2 separate regions of the Pan troglodytes genome follow, and region 1 is linked to region 2. The links are chromatin contacts, called in public capture Hi-C maps. All regions are on one chromosome and are shown on one strand. The core of a region is the stretch at or near the end of the contact, and the rest is flanking DNA. Distances in the headings are between cores, read along the strand shown. Region 1 overlaps ILDR2 (immunoglobulin like domain containing receptor 2). Region 2 overlaps GPA33 (glycoprotein A33).

What was found. Capture Hi-C pulls out chosen DNA fragments and counts their contacts.
Region 1: a contact with region 2 is called in a capture Hi-C map of stem cell-derived neural stem cells, with 6 times the contacts expected there. The contact joins two enhancer-like sites. A contact is called at or near these places in 5 of 7 Hi-C or Micro-C datasets (blood, induced pluripotent stem cells, a lymphoblastoid cell line and 1 more) and 1 of 1 other capture datasets (stem cell-derived neural stem cells).

What each region holds. Positions count from the first base shown.
Region 1 is chr1:82,201,593-82,208,314 of NHGRI_mPanTro3-v2.0_pri, forward strand. It overlaps ILDR2 (immunoglobulin like domain containing receptor 2), which reads left to right. Exons shown (of 8, transcript XM_054655387.2): 8 at 904-3,978. The coding sequence ends at 939. Among named protein-coding and RNA genes, the nearest start is that of TADA1, 41 kb to the right of the region's middle. Within about 2 kb of position 4,244, at least 1 of the 24 cell types and tissues checked has an H3K27ac peak or open chromatin away from gene starts, as enhancers often do. A contact at or near this core is called in stem cell-derived neural stem cells, where this site is marked.
Region 2 is chr1:82,058,599-82,065,723 of NHGRI_mPanTro3-v2.0_pri, forward strand. All of the region lies in intron 4 of GPA33 (glycoprotein A33), which reads left to right. LOC107969148 (a long non-coding RNA gene) reads right to left here. Exons shown (of 2, transcript XR_001710789.4): 2 at 3,130-3,365. Among named protein-coding and RNA genes, the nearest start is that of GPA33, 32 kb to the left of the region's middle. Within about 2 kb of position 2,248, at least 4 of the 24 cell types and tissues checked have an H3K27ac peak or open chromatin away from gene starts, as enhancers often do. A contact at or near this core is called in stem cell-derived neural stem cells, where this site is marked.

The DNA.
Region 1 (6,722 bases), core at 2,994-5,493, 140 kb after region 2:
GCCCTGCTTGGGGCGAGGGTTTGTAACTTGCATCCGATTTCCAAGAATCCACATCCCAGAGAAGGCTAAGAGCCACTGCTGTTTGCAAACGACAACTCATGTCTGTCCTCTTTTGACGTTTTATTGAGTGTAAACTGCATTGTGCCCGTATATGTGAAGGAAATCCTTTGGTCCCTACCCAGTTCATTGTCTCTTTTGTAAGTGGTCTTATATAGACTTCATTATTTTCAAAATGCCAAGAGCTGCCTACTCCATCCCACAGCCCCAAAATGGGAGCCCTGGACCTCAGAGAAATGTTGGGGGACAGTCACAAATGTCCGCTGTGGGGTACCAAGGGCCTCTGACCCCCATGCTTTGGAGATCACTCTCCAAGCACAACTGCTTCTCCCCCTTCGCAATTACCCTGCCTCCCCACCATTCCGTTTTTTATGAATCCAAGCTGGACGTTTTCTTTCGTGTTTAGTATGGGGAGAAGGAATATAAACAGAAAAAGGTTTTGACACAATTATTAACCCTTCCAAAGGAATTCAGTGTATTTTATTTTTCCTTAAATAAAAAAATGCAATAACCAAAGTACTATGAGTAGGGAAGAAACTTTCAGGCGATTTCAGGTTTATGGAATACCAACCACACTTGCTGTTGTGGAGCTCTAAACATAGTAGTTATCCTAAAGGGGGTGAGAAGTTATTCTGTGACCATGGAACTAAGCCTATCAGATGTACGCTGGCTTTAGCCTCTACTGAGGCTTAGGATCAACCATCACAGGTCTAATGAAAGGTTCTGAGAATCAGGGGTGCCTGGCACTGAACGGGTTGTGGACTCTGCCCAGAGAACCATCTGTTATTCGTTGTTTTCTTTAACTAGCATGTGGCTTAATGTTGGGCTCTTTCTGCTCTTTCCTAGAATGACTTTCCAACCAGGATGTCCCTTGTGGTCTGATGTTGTCAACATTTCTCTGGATAATGAGAAATCAGACATGGACTACGGGGACAAGACATAAATCCAAGAACCAGCAGGCCCAGGACCTTCTCTGGCCATCACCTTGGAAGATTTGCTGATCTCTGCTTTGGCAAGGGATGGCAGGCAGCCTTTAAGGGAGGCTGATTTCAAACCTCTGTGCCCATCTAACTAGTTTGAGAAGCTTACCAAGAAAGCAAGAATGTGTGAGAACATTCCTACATACAGAGTTTCTCAACTATAGCGTTTATCCTGCCCAGCCTCCTCCCTTAACAGAACCAGGACTCCATTTGCAATTCTGAAAGAGAGTTAGCTCTGGACTGCTAAACTCCAGAAATTGCCTATGCCTACAATATGCTTTTCTATACCTCCTGTGCTATACTTAGAGACAGAAGAATTTATTACTACTATTAGAAGGCCTTCTTCTGACAAGGGAAGATAGCTTCAAGTCAAAATATACCTTTTATCCCCATCACTTTCCAGTCACTAGTCAATGACTGTTGTTACACTAAAATCAAAAGGCCTTTGGTGAGCTCAGTGACAGTGACCTCTGGGACAATCACAGAAATGACTTCACTGCTGTTCTGAATGACAATTCTTAAGTGGCTAGGACAAAGCAAAAGCGAGTATACCTTTTTGAAAAGCTGTCTAAGTGGTATTTCCTTTTCCATTCTGAGAACGTAAACTGCTTTTTCCTTTTCTGCTGCACATGTCAATATCTGAGTCTTAGACATTAAGGGCTCTTCTCTTCCTCCCCTCTCCTGGACTTCCCACAGGTTGGTGCCACACACAGAGCCCTGCCTCCCTCTGCACTCTGATTAGATTGTCATTGAATGCCTTGTGATAAATGCTTAAAATATACACATGAAAGAGAAGAGGGAGGAAAGAGGAGAAAGCAGTAATGCATATAGAAAAGAATGAGAAGGAATTTAAAAGGGAAATAACATCATCTCATTATATTTTGAATGTGGACCATTTCACCCACAAACTTCACTCAGTCTTTTCTGGTTTTGTGCTTCACTTGCCGTTAATTGTTTCTGCCATCCCAGTTCTGCCATTCTAGGACATGGGGGATGTGGAACATACAGCATTTGGCCTGACTAGACTGCCACTATGGCTGCTTTCAAGAGATTAGAGATACTGCTTTCTCAGGAAGGAGTACTTCCTATTCCCACCCTTGCCTAAATGATAGATTTTGCCTAAATCCCAAAGCTAGATCTCTGGATTTTATCGTTTGTGTAGATAGCAAAAATGGCCACAAACTCTTTCCTTCTCATCAAGAGGTGCCATCTTTTTTCCAACCCCTTGAATCTGGAGTTGGCTATGTGATTTGATTTAGCCAGTAGCCCAACAAATGTGACACAAGCAGAGACTTGAAAAGTTCTTGTGCATGGGGCTTGTCCTCTTTTGCTGCTCTTGGGAACCTTGCAACTACCATCAGGTGAACAAGCCTGGACTATCCTGCTGCATGACAAAACAAAAGGGCCCAGTTACCCCTGTCACCCTATCTGACAGCCCGTCAACTTCCAGCTGATGCAGACATGGGTGAGTCCAGGTGATACCAATAGAAGAACTGCCTAGCTGAACCCAGCCCAAATTTCTGATTCCTACTCGAGGCATGAGAAGTTGATGCATTCTTTACGTTCATTTCTCTTTAAGAACAAACCTGACTCGTTCTTGTCTGAATGTTCATCCCTGAACCTCTTACTCCATCCAAACTTGTGTTTCTCATAGCCTCCACTATTGTTGACAGATTTTTATCAAAGCTTTTCACCCTGCACTCTTGTGGAGTGGAGGATAATGCTTGACTTTGCTATCCCTTAATCCAGCAGTGGTTTCTTCCCTGTCTGTGGATCCGTGGACAACCTCTGAAGATCTCTTCTTTACCATCTTTTTGGTCTTCTCCAGAGCCACCCGACTGGAGCTAGACCCTATTCTCAAAGTACCATTCCTCTAGTATCCATTTGTACTTCATGACATTTCCAAAAAAAGTCCTATGTTTGCAATGAAATAAGAAAGTGGCTGGGTGAGGGTCAGAGGGATGAGCTGGTATGTGTCATTGCTTGGAGAATTGACCTACCAAAGGACTTCCGTGTTGCTTTGGCCAGTCCCAGAGAAATCGGGAGAACAGTTGAACCCAGTGCTGGCACTTCCAAGGGCTGGAAGACACAAGCCATAACCCTGGTGCTGAGTTTTAGACTTGCTGGTGTCCCTGGCCTCTGAAAGCCTAGGTCTAGCCTGTCTGTTTGGACCCCAGTTCAGATGGAAAAGATGATAAAAAACATTTCTTAGTCACCAGCTTTGGATTTCAACTTGCTCAGGCAATTTTGGAGAATATTGGGTAGCTGTGGTAGCTATTATCGCTTTATACTGAGCACTGTGTCAGGCTTTTCACCACCAAAGAGCCTCATAGCACCAGCTTCAGAGACCAAAAATAATGTTTTTTTTAAAGCTACAGACGTATGATTTTGGTGAAGGTTGAGGGTAGCAATGGGAAAGAATTAAAGAATTATTAAAATTGGAAACCTGCAATTCCAAAGACAACAAAACTACAGATAGACTGAAAAGTACAAAGAAGATAGCAGGCTACTGAATTAACCTTGGGAGTTGGGACCAGGTTGTCCTTTGTAGAACTGGATAAATCATTCAGACTTCCAGGCTTTCAGTAGAGAGAAAAAGCAGTTGTTTCTGGGTATATGGACAGGAGTTAAGGCTGAGTTGACAAGTCAAAACTTCTTGTCCTCAGCACCCCTGACTTTCCTCTATGTGTCCTTTTGTTTATTCTCCCTTGAATAGTGTGTCCTGAATAGGAAATGGTTATATTTGTTAGCTTCTTTCCTAGGTCTTATTGGGGTACAAAGTAAATCTTGTGTAAGACATAATCTCTGTCCACTAGGACCCCGTAATTTAATAGGGGAAATAAGACATGCTCAAGAAAGGAGATTTTATACATAGAGTATGAAATAGTGCTATGGATAAATTATAATAAAACCAGAGATTTAGTTTTTTTAAAAACTTAAATGAGAATACTTTGATATTAAAGTGTTGTATGTGTTTGTCCATCATCTTATTTAAACATAGACTCGGTGATCTGAAAAGCCAATACTCAAAAGTCTGAACTGAAAAGAGGTGAATTAGGATCAGGAAAGGGTGAGCAGCAGGGGTCCCAGAGGGATGATGCATAAGCTGCTGTGCTTGCCTGTGAGTCACTACTGAGTCAGGAACACGCTGGAGGAGGGAGTGTGGATGCAGGTGGCAGGGAGGTGTCCCCTGGTAGATGAGCTGCCTCTCTAGGCCATGCATGGATTCATTAGGAAGTTGGAGACAATGGCCATGGACCTGGTGCATGGCAGCTATTCCATCCAAGCACGTTCACAGGGGAGCTCAGCGTAGCTGCTCCTGGGGCTCAGTTCTGCAGCTGTGAGTGCTGCTGCCCATATTCACCAACACAGGGCAGGTCTCACGGAGATGCTAGGCCTCACATCCCCCTTCTCATGATCCTCACTGTGCACTTGACATAGGATTAGGCATACTGGAGATGGGAAAAGGCTGCCACCCAAACCCAAGGCACCTGACCACATCTGTAAATATTTCTGAATAGTCCACAAAATTTCACATAGGTAGTCTGATTAGATCTTGCCTTTGAGAGAAGCTGAAGTCACAGATACTGTTGTAATTTACCACCGCCCCTCACCCAATTTTTTTTAATAGGTGAAGAAACCATCACTCCCATTAATGAAGTCACAAACCTATTAGGTCTTTAGACTCCCAACCTCTGGATCTTTTCTGCTGATTAGTGTTTCCCAAAATTGCCTAACCATAAGAATTAACTTGATAGCTGCTGTTAAAAAGGTATTGTTGGACCCTGTTTTGGAGATTGGGTGGGTCTAGAGCCAGAATTCATATTTTTAATATGCATTCCAGGAGACTCCTGTGATCAGATGCATTTGGAAATCGTTGCACTAAGTCATACCTCTGGGTACTCCAAACAGCTAGTCCTGAGGCTTCCTTGGGCCTTAGAATTTTTTCTTCAAATGTCCTGGTGAGGTCCCTCTCAATCCTTTGGGGCTGGCTGTGGTGAGTCACTCAGAAGTCTTGCTGTGACCTGGATGGGCTCACCAGAGTACGCTAGTGGTAGTGGGAAAACAGGCAGAGAGAAAGGAGTGTCAGGAGCACTCCCAGGGAGGCTGTTGTAGATATTTCCATTCCCAGAACAGTGATCTATTGTGACAGTCTCAGAACAGACAACAAGAATTACAGGTAATTTTCTCATTCTCTTGATATATTTTTAGCAAAACTTAAATCATGAATAGAAGGAAAAGATGCCATTGGGGAAATAGAAAAACTCAATCATTTTATAAAGCATACAAATCATAAGGATGACTGGCCAATAGCACTTCCACTTTGGTCTTACCTAAAGTTGGGTGGACAAGAATAATAAAAGTCCTCATTTTATATCCTTCCAAAATCAGATTTAAATGCTGCCAGCATCTTAATGGAAGTCTGAAATTGATTGATAGGATGTAGAAATCCAAATTCACTAAAATAGGGGGCCAGCTACATAAAGTCCTAGAAGGAAAAAGTGCCTCGTTTTTCTGCCATTATCCTACCCCCTAGTCATCTGGGGAATTGATCTATGAAGCTTGAAGAAGGGGCATTTAACATCAGAGTGGTGCAAGGGCAGTGTTGAGATGCTTTAAGCAGCAGCCTGAGCTTTAGCACTATTTGAAGGAGAGAAGGTTAATACTAATAATATTTGTGTTATTTTTATGATATATTACTGTTTACAGAACACTTTCATTTGATCCCAACATCAACTGCTGTGATAGAGGCAGGGCAGATGTTGTGGTCTCATTACACAGAATGTAAAACTGAGGTTGAAAAATACTAAGTGACTTGTCTGTAGTCAAATGGTTTTTAAAATTATAAAGCCAGGCCTTCTGACTGTCTTGTCTAGTGTCCTTTCCAATTCCTTAAATACTCATGGGACTGGAATCTGGGTATTCCAGATTCCAGTTTCTCTTCACAGCCAGACATCTGGTGAGAAGAGCCGTAGACTTGATGCTTGTTCATATGTCATGGATGTGGCGAAGCTATGAAGACAGATACCGTTGCTGCTTCATCCAACTAAGGACCATTCATTCCTCAAATGCTAATCTAAGAGGGAGTTGTGGCTTCACTCAAGGAGAGTTTTGTTTTCTTTTTCTTTCTTTTTTTTTTTTGAGACAGGATCTTGCTCTGTGGCCCATGGTGCAGTGCAGTGCAGTGGTGCTGTCAGCTCACTGCAGTCTCAAACTCCTAGCTCAAGCAATCCTCCTCCCTCAGCCTCCCAAGTAGGTAGGACTACAGATATATGCCACCACGTCCAGCAAATTTTGTTTGTTTGTAGAGATGGGGTCTTGTTATATTTCCCAGGCTTGTCTCAAACTCCTGGCCTCAAGTGATCCTCCCACCTTGGCTGCCTAAAGTGCTGGTATTACAGACATGAGCCACTGAACCCAGCTGAGAGCCTCACTTTCATCAGCTGTGCTGTGAGGGGTAATATGTGCTTCAGGTTTTCTGGAGAATCCTTCTTGCAGAGAAGTTTCTGAACGAAACGACAGATTCATCTGGATTCAGAACTCCAAGCAGAAGCTGCTTAACAGCAAAAATCTGGCATCTTCACTACATTTTAAGATTTTAGGTAGAACTAAGAGGGATCAGATATAGAGGAATAAGGAATGTGAGAAGGAAAAAGATATAGTAGTTTCGCTAAATTTTTCTTA
Region 2 (7,125 bases), core at 998-3,497:
GAGCCGAGATCGCACCACCGCACTCCAGCCTGCAGCCTGGGCAACAGAGCGAGACTCCGTCTCAAAAAAAAAAAAAAAAAAAAAAACAGTTAGTAGAATCCACTCGACCTAACTTAAAATAGGTCAATGTAGTGTAGGTTTTCAACAAGCTTCTAGTTGTGTTTACGTATTTCTGGTTGGCAACTTTTTATCGAGTGTGTCTGGAATTTTTGTTGAAACCACCTGGCAGCTCTCCGGGGGCTCTGTGGCCTCCTCTCTCTGGCCTATGAATAGTCTAGTGACTCCAGCCATGGTCACGGTAGGTGTGCTGTGGACACTGGTAGTGTCTGATCTTCTTTCCAGCAAAGTGTGTATAGGGAGACCCAAAGCTGAATGTTATAGGTGGCAGATGCTATAATAGCTTTATACCCAGTGGTGATGTAACACAGAAGATGCATAAGAAGATCAAAGAAGGTTTCTCCAAGGAGTGGGTATTGGAGTTGACAGTGGTTAAGAGCATGCCATGGGCTTGACTCCTGGCTCGGACACTTGTTAGCTGTATGACCTTGGCAAGTGACTCAGCTTCTTTGTGCCTTAGGTTCTATGTCTATGAAATGGGTACAATGCTAGTGTTTACTTCATAGGGTTGTGAAGATTAAAAAAAAGTAGATGTAAAGCATTGAGACTAGTGCCTGGTAGGCAGTAAGCACTCATTTAATGCTAAGTGTTATTAGCTGTTATTTGAGTTGGGTCCTCAAGGATGAGGAGGCTTGGCATGGAGAACAGGAAGGAATCATGACTGTCTGGTGTGGCTAAGGGGTAGGGTGCATGTGTAGGTGTAGGAATGGTGGGAGATACTCTTGTTAAGAAACACAGTGATGAGAAATCATGAAGAGCCTGTGCGTCACGCTAGGGAGGTTCGTCTTTGCCCTGTAAGCCACGGGTACCTTTTGAGGAGCCTCACAAAGGGACAGCCCAGCTGCAGTTCTCTCCTGCCTCCACAGGGAGACTCCTCTGGTTGTTAGAAGCCAAAACTTAGTTCTTTCATTATGCAAAAGGGAGAATCCTGAGGACAGGAAAGGAGGTGAAAAGAGAATTGCGTCTTTAATTTGTGAAAGCTTTAATTTGTGAAAGCTTTATCCTGTCTCTAATTAAGATTTGCTGAGTCAGAATGGGGACCTGCGGGTGACAGAAAAGAATATGGTTAATGTCCGTAACAACACGCCCTGGCATCTGGAGACATTGCGGGGTGAGGGCAGAGTTCTCAAAGCCTTCGTTTCCACTCTGCTTTGCAGAGCCTTGGAGAATCTGCCAATTCTGGCCAGGTGCAGTGGCTCATGCCTGTAATCCCAGCACTTGGAGAAGCTGAGGCGGGTGGATCGCTTGAGTACAGGAGTTCGAGACCCACCTGGGCAACATGGTGAAACCCTGTCTCTACCAAAAATACAAAAATTAGCCTGGCATGGTGGTGTGTGCCTGTAGTCCCAGCTACTTGGGAGGCTGAGGTGGGAAGATCCTTGGGCCTGGAAGGCAGAGGTTGCAGTGAGCCAAGATGGTGCCACTGCAGCCTGGGCACTAGAGCCAGATCTTGTCTTAAAAACACAAAACAAACAAACAAAAAATAAATAAAAAGAATCTGCTAATTCTTCTTCCTCTGTGGGTCAGCCCAAATTGTTTCTGGCTTTTAAAACATTTCAGTCCACCGTGGACAATTTGGAGAGGAGGGTACCTCTGCTCTCCTACATCTGAAGACAATTTCCAACATTAGAGATTCATTCCTTTGACTAAACCCTCAGTGGAAACAAGCTAGCAGTGAAAAGAACAGGGAATCCAGAATCAGGAAACAAGAAGTCCTGACTTCTCCACTTTGGAGCTGTGAGTCACTCTCAGCCTCTCTGACCCTTAGTACTGCCCTTTGAAAAAAACTGGGATTCCCCAAAAGCTGCGAAGAGGATGAGAGGAGATCCCATGTGTAATAGCTCTGAACAGACTTGGTAAGCTGTGTCCCAGGAAGCTGAGTTTCATGCACTGAAGAAACAGGAATTTGGATATCAAGGAAGTGGGGGAGGGGGTAGTTCTGGGGCCTGGAGCACTTAAGGGGAGGCGGTTGTGAAGGTTGGGGACCAGTCCAAGGAGGATCGTGAGGGCCCTTTGTGAGAGAGAGGTGGCAGCAGGGGCTTGTCGACAAGCTACGGGATTGGGTAGGGGTTGGGGGGATGCGGAAACGTTAGATCTTGTCAACGTGACATTAGCGTCTTGGTGAGACCGGAGGTTCTCTTGAGGGGAATCTCTCCACAGCTGGAGCAGAGGAACGTGGGAAGCGTATGACCGTCCTGTGCATTCCCCTTTCTGACCACAAGGTGTCGCCACTGCAGCGGAAACATTAGTTTTCTCCGGATATCAGAAATTACTAGTCCCTTTCCAAAGGAAAAGGGGCTTGGGAGCCCCAACTCGGAATCAAAGAAGGTCCTGTGGCACAAGACCTGCACTGGTTCATCCTAGCAGCTTCCAGTGCACACGGTTTGCATCAGGGAACTGGGGGAGGATAGCGCTGACTCATTGGACTAGGAAACCCCATGTTTCCCACCCTAAACAAGGCCTAGAGCTCAAAGCTGGACTCTTGACAACTAAAAAAGTCCTGACTGTCTGCAGTGTGCTGCCTACACTAAACCCAGAGGCCGAGCTTCACACTCTTAAGTGGTGGGGATCTGTTATGAGCTCTAGACCTCCTAAGCATGCCCAGGGCCATAGAGCATTTCCTAAAGTGTGTTCCTTCAAGATGCCTCTTAAAAATAACAAATCCAATTCATTTAGCAAATGAGAGCATGAATACCACACCCCGCTGTCAGAAGTTCCCAGTGCTCAACAGCATTGTAGGAGCTCTGAAAGTGCTGCCCTTAGAAAGATTACTTAACCCTAACTCAGTGATTCCTAAACTTGCTTTTTTAGGGACTCCTTCTCCATGCCGCATATTAATATCACATGTAAACAATGTTCCAGAAAACATACTGAGGCGTGGAATTCTAGGATAGAAGGGGACACATTTTATGAAGAATGAGCATCCAGAGAGTAGTGTCCTGGGGGTCAAGGGAAGAATTTGAAGAAAGTACAAGTGAAAAGACTGAAAGAAAATAGCACCAAATCAAAGTGTTATTTATAGGTAATGGAATTATGAATGATTTTTATTTGTTCTCTCTTCTTTAAAGAGGCATTCCTTGGCCCTTTGGATGAGATTAAAACCCCTTGCCATAAGCTCAGATAGTACCTCCATCTTGAACTGTAACCACCATTGTTTCATGTCTGTCTTCTTTGGGAGACTGGAAACACCAAGAGGACAGGGACCCTCTTCATCTCGTTTATAGCTGTGATCAGCAGCTAAAGATTTTCTGTATTGAATTGAATTGAAATAATAGTTTTATATCATTTATACATTATTATAAGGAGCATACATTGCTTTTATCATACAAAATTTTATTTATATATATATATTTTTCGAGATGGAATCTCGCTTTGTTGCTCAGGCTGGAGTGCAGTGGTGCGATCTCAGCTCACTGTAACCTCCACCACCCAGGTTCAAGCGATTCTTTTGCCTCAGCCTCCCAAGTACCTGGGACTAGAGGCGCGCACCACCATGCCCGGCTGATTTTTATATTTGTAGTAGAGACGGGGGGTTTCACTGTGTTAGTCAGGCTGGTCTCGAACTCCTGACCTCAAGTGATCTGCCCGCCTTGGCCTCCCAAAGTGCTGGGATTACAGGCGTGAGCCAATGCACCCGGTCACAAATTTTTAAAAGAAAATTATCAATGGCTCCAGGGAGTTCTAGACCTGAAACAGGATTTTTGTTCCTGTTTTATAATTTCTTAATTTTGTGACCTTGAGCAGTTCACTTAACTTCTTTAAGCCTCCAGTTAACTCCATGAATTGGAGATTGAAATATTGAGGATTGCTGGAAGGATGAAAGGACATCACATTTGAGGATGTGTACTGAGCAGCACATCCGGAGAAGGAAAATCTTGAGATGCAATCTTGCAAGAAAGTGACGGTGGGGCGGAGAGAGGACAACTCCCCTGGTTTTGCCCCTAGCACCAAGTGGCAAGAGACAAAGCTGGTATGATTGACAGGGCCAGATCTGTGACCTGAAGCTTGGACTTGTTACTGAAGATTACGTCTAGTGGTTGCTGGGCAGCCCCTGAAATGTCTGAACAGAGCAGTGACAGGATCGTATTTACAATTTAGAGCGTCTCTTAGGGATGGCGTGTAACCACCTGGTGGCAGCAGGGATCAGGCAAGGCTGGCTCTGCAGCAAAATTAGAGGAGGTAGGTCTCCAGCTCCTCTCAAAATAGCAGTTATAACAAAGCGTCTTGGATGGCAGGACATATACATATGCCCAAGCACAAAGCTCTTGCTTTCAAGATGAAGAAATGCATAGGATGATAGATTGAGGGGAAAGGTCTTCCATGGGACATTCTGGTCCGTTCTCTTCGATTCAGGAGGATCAGGTGTTTTCACTCCTACTTTCCAAAGGAAGCCTACAGCTCAAAGAAGTTAAATGGCTTGCTCAAGTGGCGGCAGATGTAGAGGAAGAGTCTAGACAGTCTGCCTCCGTCCCACCCCAACAGCACACACATTCACCACCCCCCATACCACAGACACTACACATGCAACACACACCACACATCACACACCACACACATTACACCCAGCACACACCACACATCACACATACTACACACGCCACACACACCACACACATTACACACCACACACACCACATGCAGCACACACACTACACACACCACACACACTACACACACCACACACACCACACACACACCACACACCACACACATCACACACTCACCACACACACTACAAACGCTGCCACATACACACCACACCACATGCACCACACACTACACATGCCACACACACCACACACAACACACACTCACCATATGCACCATACACACTACACACACCACACACATCACACTCACCACACACACCACACATACGACACACACCACACACATCACACACTCATCACACACACCACATGCATCACACACACTACACACACCATACACACACCCCTCACATACCATACACTACACACAACACACACACTGCCCCCATACCACACACATATACCACTCAGACACCCCAGAACACCATACACCACACACACGCCATACACACACCACACACACCACATACATCACACACTACACACGCACTACACACACCACACACACACCACACACCAGACACATCACACACCGTACCACACACACTACACACACCACACACATCACACACTCACCACACACACTACACACACCACATACCACACACATCACACACCACACACCAGACACATCACACACTCACCATACCACACACTACACACACCACACACACACCACACACATCACACACCACACACCACACACACTACACGTGCTGCCACACACACACCACACCACACGCACCACACACTACACATGCCACACACACACCACACACAACACACACTCACCACATGTACCACACAACTACACACACCACACACCCCCCCCACACCACATGCACTACACACACCACACACATCACACACCACACGCACCACACACATCACATACCACACACACCACAGACACTACACACACCACCACACACACACCACACACCAGACACACCACACGCACCACACACTACACATGCCACACACACACCACACACATCACACATGCACCATACACACCAGACACCCTACATACACCACACACATCACACACTCACCACAGGCACCACACATATTACACACACTGCACACAGCACACAGCACACACCACACACATCACACACTTACCACATGCACCACACACACTACACACACCACACACATCCCACACTTACAACACACACATCACACACACTACACACACCATACACACACCCCTCACATACCATACACTACACACAACACACACACTGCCCCCCATACCACACACATATACTTCCCAGGCACCCCAAAACACCATACACCACACACACGCCATACACACACCACACACACCACATACACCACCCACACCACATACACCACACACTACACACACAAACTACACACTCTACACATACACACTACACACACCACACACACTCACTGCCCCCACACCACACACATATACCTCCCACACTTTACACACATTCACATACCACACACACACCACACACCACAAATACACATTCACCACCCCATACCACACACAACCCAGAAACACACACAAAACACACACTACACACACACAGCACACACACTCCTTATACACACACCACACACTACATGCACACACACAACTCTCATAGTGCACAGCACACCATACACCACCCAGTCACCACATACACATCTCATATCACACACACCCCTTATGCCACATACATACACCACACATCACACTCCCATCACACACACTATACACACATACCACACATATGCCACACACACCACATACCATACACACACTACTCTCACAGAGCACAGCACACACACGCTGCACATCACTGACACACCACACACACTGACACACCACACACCACACACACTGACACACCACACACCACACACACTGACACACCACACACACCACATAACACACAGACACACACACACACACATATACCCCACACACCTCTCTCATGGCAGAAATCCAGAGATCAGAGTTTTTCATTTCCAAAGGCTTCTTTCATATGAGTCTAAGCTAAGAGATTTGGTTTCTGAAGATCATAAAAGTAATAATATCTTCTGATTAGAAAGCTTTTTCATGTAATACATAATGTGTATTATGTTTCCTGAGCACTTACTACATATCAGGCATTCTGTTGTGGGCTTATATTTATTATTAGTACCTCATTTTATGCTTGCAAGTACCCTGTGAGGCAGGTACTATTATTTCTGATTTTAGATGAGGAAATGGAGGTTGAATGAAGCTGAGTTACTTGCTAAAGACAAATTAATAAGTGGCAGAGCCAGGTGTCAAACCCAGGGTGCCTGACTGAATTCTGAGCACTTCACATTGTGGGCCCTGCCTGGTTTAAGTGTCCTGTAGCCCTGGAGGTGGACATGGGGCTCTGGCCTGGAG